Linked DNA regions of Muntiacus reevesi: region 2 is linked to region 1. The links are chromatin contacts, called in public Hi-C maps. All regions are on one chromosome and are shown on one strand. The core of a region is the stretch at or near the end of the contact, and the rest is flanking DNA. Distances in the headings are between cores, read along the strand shown. Region 1 holds the start of GTDC1 (glycosyltransferase like domain containing 1). Region 2 holds the start of ZEB2 (zinc finger E-box binding homeobox 2).

The links. Hi-C and Micro-C count contacts between places; a contact is called where the count stands out from the background.
Region 2: a contact with region 1 is called in a Hi-C map of blood, with 2.5 times the contacts expected there. The contact joins the promoter of ZEB2 here to the promoter of GTDC1 in region 1. A contact is called at or near these places in 2 of 3 Hi-C or Micro-C datasets (blood and muscle).

Annotation. Positions count from the first base shown.
Region 1 is chr3:219,532,023-219,536,475 of mMunRee1.1, forward strand. GTDC1 (glycosyltransferase like domain containing 1) reads right to left here and starts at 2,231. Exons shown (of 13, transcript XM_065931478.1): 1 at 2,159-2,231.
Region 2 is chr3:219,725,795-219,730,247 of mMunRee1.1, forward strand. It overlaps ZEB2 (zinc finger E-box binding homeobox 2), which reads right to left and starts at 1,877. Exons shown (of 10, transcript XM_065931488.1): 1 at 1,745-1,877.

The sequences.
Region 1 (4,453 bases), core at 981-3,480:
GGAGTTGCAAAGAATTCACCCCAGGCCAGCAAGAACTCCAGACTTCTGTGTTGAGGACCACTAAGAAAAGGGATGCTGAGGATGCTGGAATTCAATGACTACATGCGTACAGACCTTTCTTCTTTATTATATCAAGGTTACATACATCATAACTCTAGGATTCTTGAAATGCCAAGCTCCTGGAATTGGCACAGACTACCTGAATCAAGAATATGAACAAACATTCTTGAAATGAAAATAGTTACAAAATTCAAACAAACTGGAAATTATTGTTTCAATTGGTAAAATGTAAACACTCCTTAAATATAATTTGTATCTAATGAGTCCAAATCACAAGGCATATACTAAGGCATATACTCAAAATATGGGGAAAAAATTAAAAGTCAGTAATTATTTGGCTTTTAAGACATCAAAATCAAAACAAATTTTGATACAAAAGTATCCATTGTGGAGGTCTAAAGTATCTATCTACTTAAGTGTTCAGTTAAGTCAACTAGTTCTCTTCAGTTCATGTTAAATCTCTTCAGGAAACTTGGGTTACTTTCTGCAAAATAATGACGCTGGATTAAGTTAATAATCAATAACTAATCATCAGGTGCTGAGGTTCCTCACACACAGAAAATTCAGTATTTCTGCAGTCAGTGAAATTAAGACGTCAACATGGTTTCAAAACAAGAACTTCTCCAAGTGGTAATGCTATAAACTTCAGTTTCCTACCTTATCTCAGTATCAAGGTTCAGAGTTTACCTATCCAGTTTTCAAGTTCGTCAAAGAAAGTTTCCTGATTCAAAGGGTACTCCTCCCACCCTCTATACTAAAACTGTTTCTTTAAAACAAGATCCTAAGGAAAATGCATAATGAAAGGCAGTGTGAGCTGAGGAGACTATTCCACTTCAAACCTGGAACGCACTAATTAAAATTCGGTATTACACTTTGTATGTGGGTTCCTACATGAAACTCCCGCCATGCTTTAGTTTAAGGTTAAACAGGTTAATAGAATCCAATAAAATGGCTCTATTGAATTATACTGGATTTCTTTGAGCAGCTCCTTTACCTGACCATTCTGTTGAGCTTTAAAATCAACTTCAGGGGTAGCACCCAGGAACCAAGGCGAGCCACGGCTCACGGGGGCTGCACTCTGCAACCCACCTCATGTGGAAAATCACCGTCAACGCACGTTTTCCACTTCGAACTGTGATACGGTGGAGGAAAAAGTGCATAGCCTTCTCTTTGAACCTCCCATCACACTGCCTCCAGGCGCTAACTTAAGAATTATCTCGAAGATAATCTAATGCAGTACAGTTCTCAGAAGACTCTATAAAGTTGCCTTCGCCAGAGAGGAGAAAGGGGGAAAAAAAAAAAAAAAAAAACCTCGCCCGAGACTAAAGGTTAAATTACTATAGTACTGCAACTTCGCTGTTGGGTACGTGTCTGGATTTACAGGATTAATTCCGAGGACATTTCCACCAGGACAAACTGCCTGGAGCCCGATTAGAACAAAGTGTATGCTGGATCCTCACAGGAGAGAAGCGGGGGTGCTCAGAGTGCGTGAGGTCGTTAAGTCTCCGCAGAGTAAGTCAGGGGCTCCTGAGGTCAGGAAACTGAGGGCAATAATTGGGCCAGACGCCAAGGGTCCTTCAGGCAGGCCTGCGGCCGCGCGGCGCGAAGGACCACCGGCCCGGCCGTCTCCAGATCAGCGAGGAGGGCCCTAGGGCCGAGCCCGGGAACCTGGCCCCCTCCTCCCGGCCAGGAGGCGACGCAACCCCACCCACTCCCGCGGCAGAGCGAAGAGGCGGCAGCGGCGCGCGGAGCTGCGGGAAGCCGGCCCGCAGAAAACGCAGAACCCAAGAAAAGGGAGTCAGAAAATGGCCAGTGTGCAGCAGGACTGAGACGCAGCAGGCCGGGCGCCCGGCTCGGGGCGCGCGGCTGCCGCGGCACCGCCAGTGCAGCGCGTGCGCCCGGGAAGCACGCCGCCCGCGCGGCCCTCAGCTCCGCCCTCCCCTCCCCCGGCTCCCTGCGCCGCCGCCGCCGCCAAAACCCCTCTGGGAACTCCGAGCCGCGCGGCCCCGCGAGGCGGGCGCCTTGGAGCGGAGGGGAGGGGCTGCGCTCCCCGCCTCCCCGCCGGCCCGCGCGGCTCCCCAGCCCGGAGCCTACTCACCTCCTCCTCCTCCTCCTAGTCTCTCCCTCCTGGCCACCGGCGCGGCCCAGCCGGCGACGCGCTGACGCCGGGCCCCTCCCCCGCGGCCGCAGCCGCCGCCGCCGCCGCCCCGCCCGGCCCGCGGCCGCAGCGGCCTCGGGGCGCGTCAGGCGCATGCCCCGCCCACTGGGTCCGCCCACGCGCTCAAGACCCCGCCTCCAGCGCCGCCGGGACGCTGCGGGTCCCTGACTCAGCGGCCGCTCCCGCCTTCTGGAGATTACCACGTGTGAGCTCTGGACCCCCGCACCTCTTTACCTGTTCACTGCCCGAAGACCTCGCTTTGCCGCCCACCTTTCCCATCTCCGGGCCGCACCCCTGTCTTCCCCTGAAGGTTTTTAGTACTCTTTCCTCAACCCCTAATTTGGTTGTAAGCTCTCATGCCTTCTTTTCTTTCTAGAAGATCTTCGCTGCTCACTGGGTCAGCCTCAGTTTGCAGTTTCTTGCCAGTCCCTTCTCTCCTGGTCCCCGTTCCTCTCCCCTGCCTGCTGGAGCCTCAGGGTCCCCGCACGGACTGGACTTCTTCCCTGCCCCCGCTACCTGCCGTGCAGCTCCCACCTCCTGAGCGCCTGCTCTGCCAGCGCGTTCTAATTTCCCTCCCTCTGGTCACCTCGGAACCCTGTGGAAAGGCTCGCTTCTTTCTTTACCTACAATTTGAGCGTCTTTTCTGTTCTCACTGCTCCAAATACTTCAGATGCAGTGTCGGAGTTAAACAAATGCATATGCGCGACCCCACTCACCTGAATAGTCTCTGAAGTAGTTAAAAATCACAAAACTGGGTCTTCCCTGATTGTCCAGTTGCTAAGACTTGGTCCTTCCAGTGCAGGAGGCTTGGGTTCGATTCATGCTCAGGGAACTAGATCTGGCATGCACAAAGTAAAAAAGGATCCTGAATGCTACAATAATGATGGAAGATCCCAATTACCACAACTAAGACCCAGTGCAGACAAATAAAGTATTTAAAAAAATCCCAAACCTGAGCAATAGCAGTGATGACAATCTTAGACTTGCATGGGTCCCATCCAATCTTTTTCTGTGCATTAACATATTAAATGACACAGGTCCTGTTGGGGATTAAAGTTCACACATTTTGCCTGTTGTTTTCTCTGCAATCTAACCTCACTTTAGCTCTTTTATTTTTAAAATTCATATTCAGCAGAAGAGCACCAGGATCTTTTAGATCTGTTTTCTTACCTGTAAAAGGAGGAATGTGCTTCTTCCACATTTCAATTTCTGTGATTCCGAATCAAAGTGTTTTGTATTTGGAAAGCTCTTGTGGGTTAAATGAGTTAGAAGGCAGCAAAACATGCAAATGTAGCTAGAACTCTGGTAACTTCATTTTAAAAACTGCAACTTGGAAGAGTTGGGCTGTGATGTGGAAATGAATTAAACATAACAAAATGAGGGAAACTGATTAGGCCTTTGGAGCTACATCCACAAGTTGCTTTAAATTATGTGAGTAAACATTATTATCCTTAAATTGAAGAGTAAAAACTATCTTACATTCTAAACAAAATCCAGGCTCAATGTAGACCCTTGAAGTTTAAAACCATTGTTGAACTGAACAACAGCATTATAAGCATGTAAAAGCCTAATCAACCATCTGTCCATCCCCTTTAACACAAATTGGGAAACAGAAAACTATAAATGCCAAAAGCTGAAAGTGAGTGTTCCTAAAAACACATAAAGCTAGTAAATCCTATCCGTGGAACAAGTATAAGAAGAACTAACTCCAAAGGCTATGGCTGCCATTTCACTGCACTGGAAATCCAGTCTTACAATGTTATAATTGCTTATCTAGTCCTTAATATCATCTGGAGTCTAATCTTTTCATTTTACAGTTGAAGAACTGACATCCAGAAAGGGTAAATACTACTCAGTATTACCCAGATTAATTGGAAACAAAGTCAGAATTCAAACTCAGATCTTCTGACTCACATATCTGCCAGCATCTGGGTTATAGTCACTAGTCACATAAAGTTATTATACATCAGAGGTCTTTGACTCTGCAGTTTTTCCTACATGGCCTAAGTGATGTATGAAATTATACATGGCGTTAACTAGGAAAGTTTTGCTATCAGAGGTCATATCGTCCCACTGATTTCAACCATCCCTTTTGCATAAGCTCCATCTCACCTGGTCAGGGTTCATCTTTGTTCCAAGCAATTCTGGCCAGGACACTGGGGTCATGTCACAGCCAAAACACATTCATCCTTGGAGGTGCCAAGAGCTGTGCATGATTGTAAGTATTATGAAGTC
Region 2 (4,453 bases), core at 627-3,126, 190 kb after region 1:
GAAAATTGTTTTTTCCCCCTCAAGAAAGGAAAGAGAAAGTCCAACCGCTACGACAATACTTTTCAGCCCTACTGAATGATCGTATCCTTTCCGGCTTCGAAACTTTTGTACCTAAAAATCGAGAGAGGCGCTGCATTTTTTCAGCTGAAACTGTCAAAACTTGGAGAAGGGGAACCTCGGAGGCAGGCAGGAGAGGAGGAGAATCCCGAAACTCGATGGAGGTTGGGAAGATGCTGTGCCTCGAGGATTAGTTTAAACAGGGGGCTATAAAAGATGTAACAGATGCAAACTGTAACACAAGGGCCATTAACCCTTTCTCTGCCGACTACACTCGGTCCCCACGCCCCGCACCTATTGTCTCCTGTGCTAGAAGCTTTGCGGAAAACCTGGAAAGTGAGTATCAGTTTCCACACATTTGCTGAGAGGGGTAAGGGCGGGGGGGGGGGGGGGGGTTGCAGAGAGAAAGGGAAGTAAATGATTTAGAAAGCACCTTGAATTTAACCTAGGCATAGTGGCAGCCTTTTAAGTTTGACACATTTTGTCATGTCTTGGCTCTCCTGTGGATTTGAAATTGTTGGGAAAAATCCTGAAATACAGAAATGGACACACAAGTGTCTGGGAAGAAACAGCTGGCCTGTCTGTATTCCTGCTGAGACTTACGCACGATTGCATATAAATACATGTTTAATAAAGTAAGCTGCTAGTTTTATGAGCATGTGTGTGTGAGGGACAGACAGGGCATTTGTGCTGTAAACTTTATCTTTGCCTGTTATTTCTAACTCTGGAGTTAGTAATCTTACCTTCATCATTATAGGGGGAGCATGTGAAATATGTAAGTAGGTGGGAGACACACATTCATGTTAACCGGGATCACCCCTGTTCCTGGGAACTCCTGCTATCTCGACTTTTCAGTGCCAAAGTATGGAATGGGATATTTGAGTGTATCTTCTGTCTCTATATGACTTTGCCACTGGAAATACAATTTCAAAAGTTATCCTTAATTTAAAACCCTAACATCCTGACGGCAGTTTTCTTCCCAGCTGTAGTGAGCCCCCCCCTTTGGTAAACGACTCAAGTTCCATGAGGACTTTCACTTCTTTATTTATCATCACAGAAGTGAGGTGTTACTTCACATATATACACACACAAAGAATGAAATAAAGAAATGAAACTCGCTAAGCAGACAAAAACAGGCAACTTTCTACTTAGAAAACAGCCTTCTTCGGTGGGAAAGGTTGGACTGCCATATCTAAGAGAAAGACTTGCTCCCGAATTTGGTAGGTTTGTGTCCATCAAGTTTTGTAATTATTAACAGGTATTTGCCAAGTTTTAATTGCTGAATACAATGAATTGGAACTAGACGTGAAAACAGAGCAAAATCTCTCCCCTTGAAGAGTTTTTATTCCAACCATACAGTTCTCAATAAAACTTTTCCAAGGCTGGGTAGTAAAAGGCACCTTTGGTTACCTGAATGGACAGGTACAGGGCAAATTATTTGGGGGAGGAAAAAAAGGGGAGAAAAAGAAGGAGAGAGACAGAAGGAGTGCGAGAAAAATCGAAGAAGTCACTCTTGGGAAAAGCTTCCCATAAAGGAGCTAAACCCACCTGAAATTCCTACCCACAGACACTCCTCACTTTAGACTCACATCCCCACTTAAAAGGAGAAAATCATAAAAGGAAGGTGGGGGGGGTGACCATGCCAAAAAGGAATAAAAAGAGAGAAAAGGGGGAAAAAAAAACCTACCTGCGAAGTCTTGTTTGTAGTTTTGGCCAGAAATGGTGAGAAGAAAAAGCATGAAGAAGCCGCGAAGTGTGGGGGAGAAAAAGGTGGAAGCGAAGAAACAGCTCCCGGAGCAAACTGTACAAAACCTCGCCAAGAGTGTCTGGAGGCAGGACCGTTATTCCTGCGGAGCAGGTTAGAACTGATCTCTTTCGGCCACTCCAGGAAACACAAACCTGGGGACGGACTGACGTGTTACGCCTCTTCTAATGACATTTTTTTCTTTTTCTTTTCTGTAGGAGAGAGAGAGACCCTGAAACACGCGCCACCTATCTTTGTGGGGAGGGATAATTGAAGCGCCCTGAGCGTGAGCATCATGTGAAAACGTGATCGCCAAGTTTCTCTCTGGGAAAGGATCTGGGATAGATTATACCTTGAAGTCTCCGCAAACGCTTTAGTGGAAGAAATGAAATTCCACCTCCCTCCCTTCCTCTCTCCCTCCCTCTCGCCTCCCTCCCTCCCTCCCTCCCTCTCTTCTCCACGCCCCCCCTCCCGCCCCCCCCCCCCCACCGTCAAGCCTTTGGCATCATTATCCTCATCACTAAATCCTACAGAGTACAGGGCGGAAAACGGTGCACACCATTCACAGAACTGGAGAACTCTAAGGGGCGAAAGTTAAAGGGAAAGATCCCGGTTCCTCAATCCACATCGCCTCTTCTTATACAGATATCTCTAATAACCAGATTTGAGATGCACATTAAGTTGTGTGGATTTCTCAGCACGGTTTCTGGAACTAAATTTTTTGCCCTTTCTCGTATTATTATTATTATTATTATTTTCTTTCAAGATGCCAGAGCCAGAGGGGGGAAAATTGCTGTATGTGAGCTGCATTTTAGGGCATGTGTGTTGGGGTGTGTGTATGTGATGAACTTCTGGATTGGATCCCAATACTAAAAAGTGGGTTGGCATTTTTAAAAAGGGTCTCTAAGTAAATTAACATAGAGCGCTGAGTTGACCGATCTCTGAATCTCTCTGCATCTCAAGGAGACCTCACTACAAAGTGAGGGAGTGTGTGGAGGGAGGCAGGAGGAAAAGGAGAAAGGCCATAGAGGAATTTAGCAGGGAAGGAAGAGCACGATATTAAACGGCATGGGGTCTAAGTTTTGGAGTATATATTTTTTGATATTGCAATTAAAGTAAAATTAAAAAGAAAAGACTCCACCTTTGCTCTGAAGGGATTGGTTATGTAAATATGGAAGGGATTTCCTGGAGAATACAGCTTTCTACTGTATGGTTAATTAAATAATCACTCAAAAGCTTCCAACGTGACGCTTCTGTCGTAATCCAATCAGGTTACATAGGTCCTAAACAAGAAAGATATTTTCCACATCTGGAAGTCAGCAATTTAGCAAGTACTGCACATTATTAACCAATTCAGAGCCTACTTCCCAGGGGAATTTTTTTTGAAGTTTAAGTGTTCTTAACCAATGCTCTGCTGTTTTGTTAATCAAAAAGCTGGTTTACACTGCACATAATTGGAACTAATATAGAAGTAAATAAAGACAGCCAAATTTGAGGATGCTGAGCACAGGCATTTATCGGAAAAGGAAGAAATCTCTTAGCCTCCAGTGGTTCAGGCTCAATTTCTTAAAGAACTGTGAGGCTTTTTTTTTTTTTTTTTTTTAAAGAGTGAAAGTGCTTGTGAACCTCAGAGCACAAATAAACTTTCAGTCCCACAGTCTTGGACTTCTTTGCAAAGGTAAAGGTGGAGGTGTCAAGAGGACTGAAGGACAGCCTCATGCCATATTTTTTTTTTCTGCTTTAATATTGTTAATATGTTACAGCCCCCAGTTTTCAGTCTGATGAAACCTGAAACAAATAACACCCTGATCCAACACTAGACTTTTACTCACATTAAGATAAACTGCTTTGAACTGTACTTTGAATGTGTGCCTAAAGCAAGACTTTGAATGCAAGAGTCACTGGCAATTGCACTCAAGAGGAGGGAAAAGCCAGCCCTTGGTTTGCCCCATCCACATCCCAGAGGTGCGCAGCTTTGTATTTTGTATGTTTATTGGGGAGGGGGCAATAGCCACCCAGCATGACCACAACCAATACTTACTTTAGGATGTGAGGAAGTACATTTTCACAGTTGATTACAGACTCACCTCTTTGCTACCTTAAGCATTTATTACAATGAGAATCATCTCCCCCACCCCACTCAGATAATTTACTTATAGAGGAGCATTCGAGATCACCAGCCTAAAATTTAATAATAAAAAAAAGAAAATTAAAAGATTTCCACCATGGGTCAGGCACATTCTCAGTTTTATGCTTTACATTTCTTTAATATTCCTATCTCTATAAATATATGACTTATCAAGTTTCTCCTCTGAGATTTACTTCTATCATTAATATCCTTTTTAAAAATTCTCACTTTCCCCCACTTTTTTATTAAAAAAAAAATCGAGTCTAGCTTTCTGTAGAAGTTTGCATTTCAGCGTTTCCTCTCCCATTTCCAGGACAAAGGTGTTCCTGGCATGGAGTAATTCCAGGTAAGACTCCACCTGAGGACCCCAGGGAGCCACTGGAGCTTACAGCCCAGACGTACACTCAGTGGTAAACCTCAGGTCAAAGAATCCTATCAAACGGCTAACAAAGCACTTGTCTTTATTATGTATATTAATGTCAGGTTACTTAAGATCTGACTTAAAAAAAAAAAAAAAAGACAAG